Regions from separate parts of the Mus musculus genome. Here region 1 is linked to region 2. The links are chromatin contacts, called in public HiChIP or PLAC-seq maps. All regions are on one chromosome and are shown on one strand. Each heading gives the region's core, a stretch centred on a gene start, on an enhancer-like site or on the middle of the called end of the contact. The rest is flanking DNA. Distances are from core to core; before and after follow the strand shown.

Region 1 (4,237 bases), core at 1,263-3,762, 630 kb after region 2:
TAATCCCAGCATTTGGGGGGCAGAGGCTGATGGATCTCTTCAGTTTGAGATGAACTTGGTTTACGTGACAAGTCCCAGGAAAGCCAGGTAGAAAGAGAGAGAGGGAGAGGGAGAGGGAGAGGGAGAGGGAGAGGGAGAGGGAGAGGGAGAGGGAGAGGGAGAGGGAGAGGGAGAGAGAGACTGTCTCATAAAACAAACAATGAAAACAAAAAGAAGCAAACAAAAGAATTTGGCCTGCTGAAGAAGGAGCCCCACCAGGGCTCATGTGGCTGAAGAACTCACCACCACCCTGTGGCTTCCCTGAGATTCTATGGAGAATCTGTTCTGGGGTCCCTACCATTTGTAAACTACCACTTAGCTCTAAATAAGTGAAAGCCTGTTGTAGTATACTTTATGCATGGTCTTTTTTTTTTTTTAATAACTTTCTCAGGCAGCATCAGTAGAGTCTATGGAATCCTTAAGCCTCAAGGATAAACATGAATTTCATAAAAAGGAGCCCATCTCAAAGATTGTTGATGAGACTGACATGAAGCTGAAAGGGATAGGAAAGTCCAGGAAATTCTCCAAATTTAGTCTCTATCGCCAGCTGCACCGTCACCACCTGCACAACGCGGACAGCATCAGCAGCATCGACAGCACCTCCAGTGAGTCCTGCCTTTGCTAGAACTTTCCTTGGCTGCACTGTGGGCCTTGTAGCCCTTGCCTATTTGCTTTACAAAGATCAGTGGTGGCATTCAGTGGACAATGTGCAATGACTGCCATGCATCCTGTGTGACATCATGGCACTGGGACACTGTGTTTTGAGACAGGGTCTCATGTAGCCCAGGCTGGTCTCAAACTCACTGTGTGATAGAGACTGATCTTGGGCTCTTGTTTCTCCCATGTTGGGATCACAGGCGTGCACCACCATGCCTGTTTTATAAGGTTCTGGGACTTAAACAGGTTCTGTGCATATAAGCAAGCACTCTACCTATTGGGCTCCATGCCCCCCTGTCTCCTTTGTCTCATTTTAAAAACATATTTATTATTAATACAATGTAATCATAGCCACTGTTGATACTTTTGATGGCTATAAAATGACTAGAGCTTTCTAAAATATGACAAGTTATAAAGAGAAAAGGAGCATTAGGTGTCCTTTATAAACCTTCATAGAATACATTTATTTATTTTTTCATCCAGAAATATATCAAGCTTGTATCAGCAGACATTAGATATTCTATATTGTATGAGTTTACATACCTTTACTTAAAGTGCTGTGGTTTTTCTATCACACTAGAACTTATGACTGAGTTTATAGACCTGCTTATTCTAAAAATGATTAAGTGTGCTTTCAAGTTTATAAAATTTGTTACATAGACATAGATATGTAAATATGTTTCTTTGTAAAACAAAAAAGAACTCTCAACTTTCTCCAGGTTATTTTAGCCACTGTAGAAGTCATCAGAATTTAATCCATGGGTTAAAGCCCCACTTGAAACTCTTTCACCCTTCCAGTGAGTCTGAGCAGGGGCTCACTAGGCACAGCACTGGTAAGTGACTGGCTAGTGTCAGAACCCCATGGGCTTCAGCTTTTGTTGCTTCCTTTGCTGCCCGACCACAGTGAGTGTGTGTTCGTGTTGTCTCTCTGGTCAGTCTTCTTGTCCCATATGTTAGGTTAGACCTGTTCCATGCAAGGGCACAGGTGCAAGCTCTGTACACCTGAGGATCTATTCCCCAGCAGTGAAGAGAGAGACAGCGACACACAGAACAGTCCCCTAGCACAAGGTCTATAATAGTCTCATAGCATGGACACTCACACACACATACACACACACACACACACACACACACACACACACACACCTCTGTTTGAGGCAGAAGGACTTCCTCTTGCTGACCTAGGGAAATGTTTTGAGGAGGGAGCCTGTCCTTGGATCTGATAGTACCTGGAGAGCTTAGGTGAGGACAGAAAGGTGTTACAGGTGAAGGAAATGAACCTCTCAAAGGCACGTGGGTGGAAAAGACCAACTTCTTACCTGTTACTAGGAAATGACCCTTGCAGCTAAGGCATGTGACTGGTGTTAAAAGGGTGCACTGAGGCAGAGTCCCAGACAAAGCAAGGAAAACGCAACTTCATTTGTTGGAAAAATGTTGATGGTTTTTGATTAGAACTAGAATGTTTTACATGGGGATGGTTAAAAAATGTTATATGATACCTTTTATGGGAAGAATCAGATTCCTAAAGAGTGAATTAATCAGGGCCTAAACTACGGAGGAGAGAATGAGGAAGGTTTTGGCAATCTCTTCCCCACCTCAGGATGGGGAATCACTACAGTAAGGCACCAGCAAGTGTGCAGATGGCCCAGCACTGCCTTGAACACCTGGGATACTTGACAGAGATAGCAGGGATAGCATCTCCTTTTCACAGAGCCCTTGACTGGGATGGCAAGGGATTTGCCCAGTGTGGTCCAGTTTCTCAGCATCCGCATGCTTAGCATCCACATGTCTAACTAGGCAGAAATGGAAACACCAACAACATCTTGTCCTTTGGCTCCACTCCAAGGCTACAATTCTGTTCTGCTAGATTAGGAAGTTGGAGCCCAGCTGAGAGGCCTGGATGAATTTCAGGCACCTGACCAATGAGGCTAGAACTTGAAGAGTAGTCCAAATGTTCTTCAGGAACCCAGTTATTGGCTTATTTTTAATTATATGTGTTTATTTTCCTGTGCTTATGTGTATATGTATAGACCATGGTGTCTGTGTGGAGGTCAGAGAACATCTTGCAGGAGCTGTTTTCTCTTTCTTCTATGAAAGGCCAAGAGATTGAACTTAGGTCTCTAGGCTTGGTGGCAAGCACATTTATCTACTGAGCTGTCACATGGACCCAGACCTAGCAATATTTAAAGGGCATAAGCTATATGTAATAAACTGAAGCTCAGAATAACTGGTAGTTTTATAAATCTAACAATATTGATACACAATTTAAAGTGGAAAATATTATATGGGAATATATTATATGTCTTAACAATTTAACATAAGGCTAATTCTTGATTGACTTATGAGTTTAGGAACAACTTGCACTATGTCTGTCTGTACCTGTGTGAGCCTCAAGGTTCTGAGGGCTGGAAGCTTCTGGGAAACTGAGGGGACCAAGGCAGGATATCTGTAGCTGTAAAGAAAAATTAAGAGCAGAACTGGAAAGTGTCTCTTCTGGTGTGTGTGGTTGATGATTTACAATTGAGGTTCAAAATGAGATAGAAGAATAAGGTTGCAGAAGTGTGAAAGAGGGGGTCTTTACTTTGACAATTGGTGGTGTGCACAAGGAGCAAGCGGGAAGGAGGCAGAAAGGTATCTGGCACATTAGGCCAAGCCCTGGTTGAGGGCGTGAGACCCACGTGATGATCTGAGGACACAGTGCTGATGGAAAGAGTCCTTGGCAGGCATTCACTGTCTCCTCCATTCATCGACTGGAGACAAGTTTAAAAGAAAAGGAGGAAGTAAACAGCAAAGATTCCAGACTCTGAGGATGATAAGGAAGTAGGGGGGTGGGGGTGGGGGAGAGACCCAAACGTGGGTCCCCTGAAATAACGGTATGTACTGCTAACCTCTGAGCCATCTCTCCAGCTTCCTTATGTACTTCATTGAATAAATACATGCTGAGCTCCTATGACATGCCAACCACTGCCCTAAGTACTGTGGATGAAATGAATGTAATAGATGAAATGCACTTAGCAAGCTGAGCAATAAGGCTACTTACACAGATAGATTGTTGCACATAAGTCAGCAGATAGTGATAAACTGTGTACACATTGAAGCCACATAGCAAACTTTCACAGAATGTCTTGCCATACAAAGGCCAATATGCAGAATACAGGTAAGACGACTGCAGAGTTTAATCAGAGAGACTACACTACATTTAATTCCTCTTTATGAGGTCAGTGACTATTGTAGGTTTTGTAACATGTCTTTTAATTCAGCAATCACTCAGCTATTCTCAAGGAATTTTTTCTTCTTTTCCAAATTATGTTGTAAGAAGGAGAACTCCAGGTTGACATTGCTTTGCTTGACAAAATGTTAAATACAAAATTTGATTCCTTTTCCATTTGGGAAGTCATCCACTGCTCTTTCCTTTGTATCAGATTTTGCATTGATCAGGGGGATAGACTGTAAGCTAAGACTTCTCAAGATTCTTGTCTGGGCTGCAGTGAGCAGGATGTGTAAGACTCTTCAAGGTCCATGGCAGATATCATGGCATGTA
Region 2 (3,975 bases), core at 427-2,926:
TTGGGGCACAGAGTTCCTGGGGACACCTGTTTTCCTCTCATAACCATGTCTTGCCCTTCAAAATATCAGAAGTCAGGCTAACCCACCTACCTTCTCTCTAGGTAGTGTCATTACCCTCCCTGGTATCTGCACAGACTCTGCCCTAGAGCCTATACTCAGAGATTAGATGCAAGTCAGGACTTACTCTGCTTTTCATTTTTATTTACATGTATGTATCTGAGTATATGCCACATGTGTACACATGTGACCAACGTGGTCAGAGGGAGTTGGATCCCTGCAGCTGGAGGTATAGGTGGCTGTACCAGGACTGGGACTTGAACTCGGGTCCACTGGAAGAACACTATGTGCTTTTACCCTGAGCTCCCTTCTCTAGCCAGGAGTCAGGGAGTTTAGTTTAGACCCTTTTGATGGATTCCACCTTACTCAGGATGAAGATGCAAGCCCTGTATTACAGAAGCACAGAGAGAAGCTGTATGCTGCCCGTCACTGCATCTCAGACACACCCAACAGCTCTTGGACTTCTTCGTCCACTGCTCTTAATGTCATTGGCTCTACTGGCTCCTGGACGCTCCTCACGGACGTCAAGCACCCCTTGATGCCCGCCCAGGACCTGTGCCTTTGCTCCTCATGCCCAGCCTTTCTCCCTGACACTGTTCATCTCAGGTCTTCCCTACAAAGTCTGGCTGAGCATCTAAGTGTAATCACTTCTTATCCCAACCTCCATGGTCCCTTCCCATCGTCACTCACAGCTCATCACTAACATAGTTAATGGATTTGTGTGCCTGCTTCACTGTAAAACGTGACAACTCAAACAACGCCTGCTATGGAAGACATGCTCCTTAAATGTTATACAAATATTCTTCTCTTTCAAAGAATAAAATATTTGGCAGCTTTCTTATAACAAGAGGAAAACCAGGCCTGGACAGTTGGTGCTGTGGCTGAGGGTCCAGGTTTGATTCCCAGCACCCACGTCTGCTGTAACTCTCCTTTCAGGAGATTTGGCTACTGGCCTCAGGAGGCACTGGAGATATGTGATGCATTTATACACACACATGTAGAACACTGATACACTCGGGGAAAGGAAACATTTCTTTCAAAAGATAAAAGCCAGATTCATTTAATCCAGAGAAATAGAAAAACTAGGGAGATAAATTCTAATTTTTAGGGCCTAAAACAAAGCTTAAGGTTCTTTCATTTATTAACTGAAGACCAACAGAGCACCCAAAACAGAAGACAGACTAAGGATATTTGCTTCCACGAACCCCCACTAGCTCTGGATGATAAGGTTCTGAGATAGTACTGTTTCATTATGACCCCCTCAGCCTTTCCCCTAAGAACTCTAGCCTAACAAACTATTTTATGAATCTATATTTTAAGATCTAATTTAATTTCTGTTCTTTTGCTGTGCTGGAGATTGCAGCTGAAGCCTTGTGTGGCAGCCTGGATGCTCTTGGCAGTGGGCGGGGAGGGAGAAGGCTTTCACAGTGGGAATTCAGCTCAGATCTCCAGGGCATCATTTAACAGGTACAGTCGTCTGCGGCCTGGTCCCTCAGTGAGCAGATGGGGTGGGAACGCTGAGTCACGGGATGACTGTCCAGGCTGTACTGCTTAGCAGGGGAAGTGTGGGGAAAGCTACCCAGGCCCACACCAGGCACCTTAACTCCCCAGTGGGAAAACGCCAACAAAGCAGCAGTTCCCCAATTTTTCTAAACTTATTTGTGCTAGTTTTAGGCTCACAGAAGGACTACAGGAAAAGGAACAGGAAAAGGAACATCTGCTTCCTCTAGAAACCACTTTTCACTTGCTTGAGGGTAACGATAAGAAACCAGGCGACTGGGGCTGGAGACACAGCCGGCTCAGTGGGTAGGCACACCGGCCGCACTTCCAGAGGACCTGTGTTCACTTGCCAGGGCCCATGGGGAAGCTCACAACTACCTGTAACTATAGTCCCTCTTCAGGCCCATGTGAGTACTGCATGCACACGGGACACAGACAAGCAGTCAGGTAAACACTCAAACATATATAATAAAAATAAATAAAATCTAAAAAGAAAAAAAAAAGTTGAAAGGCAGAACCGACCTGGAGAGTATCCTCAGGACAGCACTGTGAACCACTGAGGCCTAATCAGACCCACCCACATTCCCAGCCCTGCTCCTTTCCGCCCCAGGGGTCTGCCCACTGTCGCTCTCTCTGCCCACAGCAGGCTTGGCTGTGTCGAAGACTCTTGATTTACAGACTTCTAATTCAGAGCTTACAAAGGAAACGTAAAATCAGCTTTTACTAAACAGTACTACAGCCATGACAAGTGCCTCTTTGGTATTTCTTTTGTGTGTGTGCATGGTTGGGGCAGCGGGGAGCGGCACACTGACACTTCTTAATGACATGACACTCCTTAATTCAGATATCCTCAAGGAACAAGTCACAAATTCCTGAGCAAAACAAGAAATGGCTAAATACCAAACTGTATAGTTATGAAAATGATATTTTGAAATGTCAAATAATTCAAAAGAATATTCAGGGTTGGCTTGACCACAAGGTAATGTCAAGTGACCGCAATCTGCAGTGTTTATATAGCTCACGGGTGACAGGAAGTCAGCAGATGGGCGAGGCTTGCTCCTGGCAGCCTTTCTTCAGCCCAGTAATGGAGGTACAAGAAGTGCTAACCTCCTGCCACAGGTAGGGTCTGATTCAATTCAGACAAGCACAGGCATTTAAAAACACTTTCTACCCCTGACTGCCAACCCAGAGACACAGGGCTATTATTTTGCAGGTTCTATTCTGATCGTGGTGTCTTTTAAAACATAGTTTAGGGAAGTCAATACTGAGCAAAAACATGATCCTACAGGAAAGAGGGAGGCAGAGGGCACAGAACTAAAGCGGCGAGGCTCTGGAAACACAGGACAGGGCTCTAACGGACAGCAATGTGCTGGTTGCTCCCTGTACCTTCCTCCAGTGACTCAGCCTCATTGACATGGGATCAGATAATGTGCTGTGACCTGCATTCATTGACACAGGGCTAATGACACCACGCATGGCCCATTCACAAAGGAACAGAGGGCATTGCCCAACAAAGGCATTTAATGAGAAATGTTTATGATGAAGCAGGCCCCCAAACACAAGAGAAAAGGCTTTGGTTCATCTGGAAAATTAATTTACACAGGGAACACCTCTGCCAGGAGGCCAGGACACTAAGTATATGTCTCCTGCGCCACTTGCTGCAGGCCTGAGCACGGCTACATGAGCTTCTTTATCTACTGAAGCTGAAATGTGCTCCAAGACAGGCTGCCTCAGGGCAGCACCTGTGGCGACGATCCTTCCATCTCCCCTGAGCATCCTTCCGCCCCAAAGAAGCAGTGTTCAGAAGTCACTTTTGAATACATGGGAAGAAACGGATACTGACCTGGGAGTCCCAGTATATTGAGCGTATGTATATAAAAGGGAAAACCCAAGTTAATAATGTAAAGGATATGTGTGATAACTAATAATCTTAGGGTCAGACTATGAACCAGTGCTCCTGATGGTACAGTGTGTGCTCCCAGACAGAAGCTTAAAGGTAAGCAGCCCGGAATGGTCTTGATACAGTAAACGATCAACTTGAAAGACCCGACCTCACTAGGAACGTGGCCTTGGGGCCTGACTGTGGGGACAATAGATTTATGTGTAGGGGTGGCACTATCCCAGGAGCGGGATCCTGGACTGTGTAAGTGGAGACAGGAAGCAGAGTCAGCGTGTGCTCAACAGCGGTATATCAGTTTCCTGTCTGTGTGCCAGTTCCAGGTTGCTTTCACAGAAGTGGGATCGGAACGCATCTGTCCTGGGAAGTGGGAGCCCCGCCCCTTGGGTCTAGTCGCTTGTCCAGTGCTCTGAGAACAGTGTGGATCATCGTGCTACTGAGAAGACAAGCAGAGAAGATCCTGGGCTTTCTCTAACATGTTATGACCTCCTAGAAGAGATAAAATCATCTGTGAAACACCT

What was found. HiChIP or PLAC-seq counts read pairs in DNA pulled down with a chosen protein or histone mark.
Region 1: an H3K27ac HiChIP or PLAC-seq map of microglia shows a contact between it and region 2, with 5 times the contacts expected there. The contact joins two enhancer-like sites. A contact is called at or near these places in 1 of 484 Hi-C or Micro-C datasets (bone marrow-derived macrophages) and 1 of 115 datasets of contacts at active chromatin or transcription factors (microglia).

What each region holds. Positions count from the first base shown.
Region 1 is chr3:28,077,774-28,082,010 of GRCm38.p6, forward strand. Pld1 (phospholipase D1) reads left to right here. Exons shown (of 27, transcript NM_001164056.1): 16 at 431-644. Among named protein-coding and RNA genes, the nearest start is that of Gm42196, 97 kb to the right of the region's middle. Within about 2 kb of position 2,513, at least 3 of the 459 cell types and tissues checked have an H3K27ac peak or open chromatin away from gene starts, as enhancers often do. A contact at or near this core is called in microglia, where this site is marked.
Region 2 is chr3:27,452,020-27,455,994 of GRCm38.p6, forward strand. All of the region lies in intron 21 of Fndc3b (fibronectin type III domain containing 3B), which reads right to left. Among named protein-coding and RNA genes, the nearest start is that of Gm32738, 28 kb to the right of the region's middle. Within about 2 kb of position 1,677, at least 42 of the 459 cell types and tissues checked have an H3K27ac peak or open chromatin away from gene starts, as enhancers often do. A contact at or near this core is called in microglia, where this site is marked.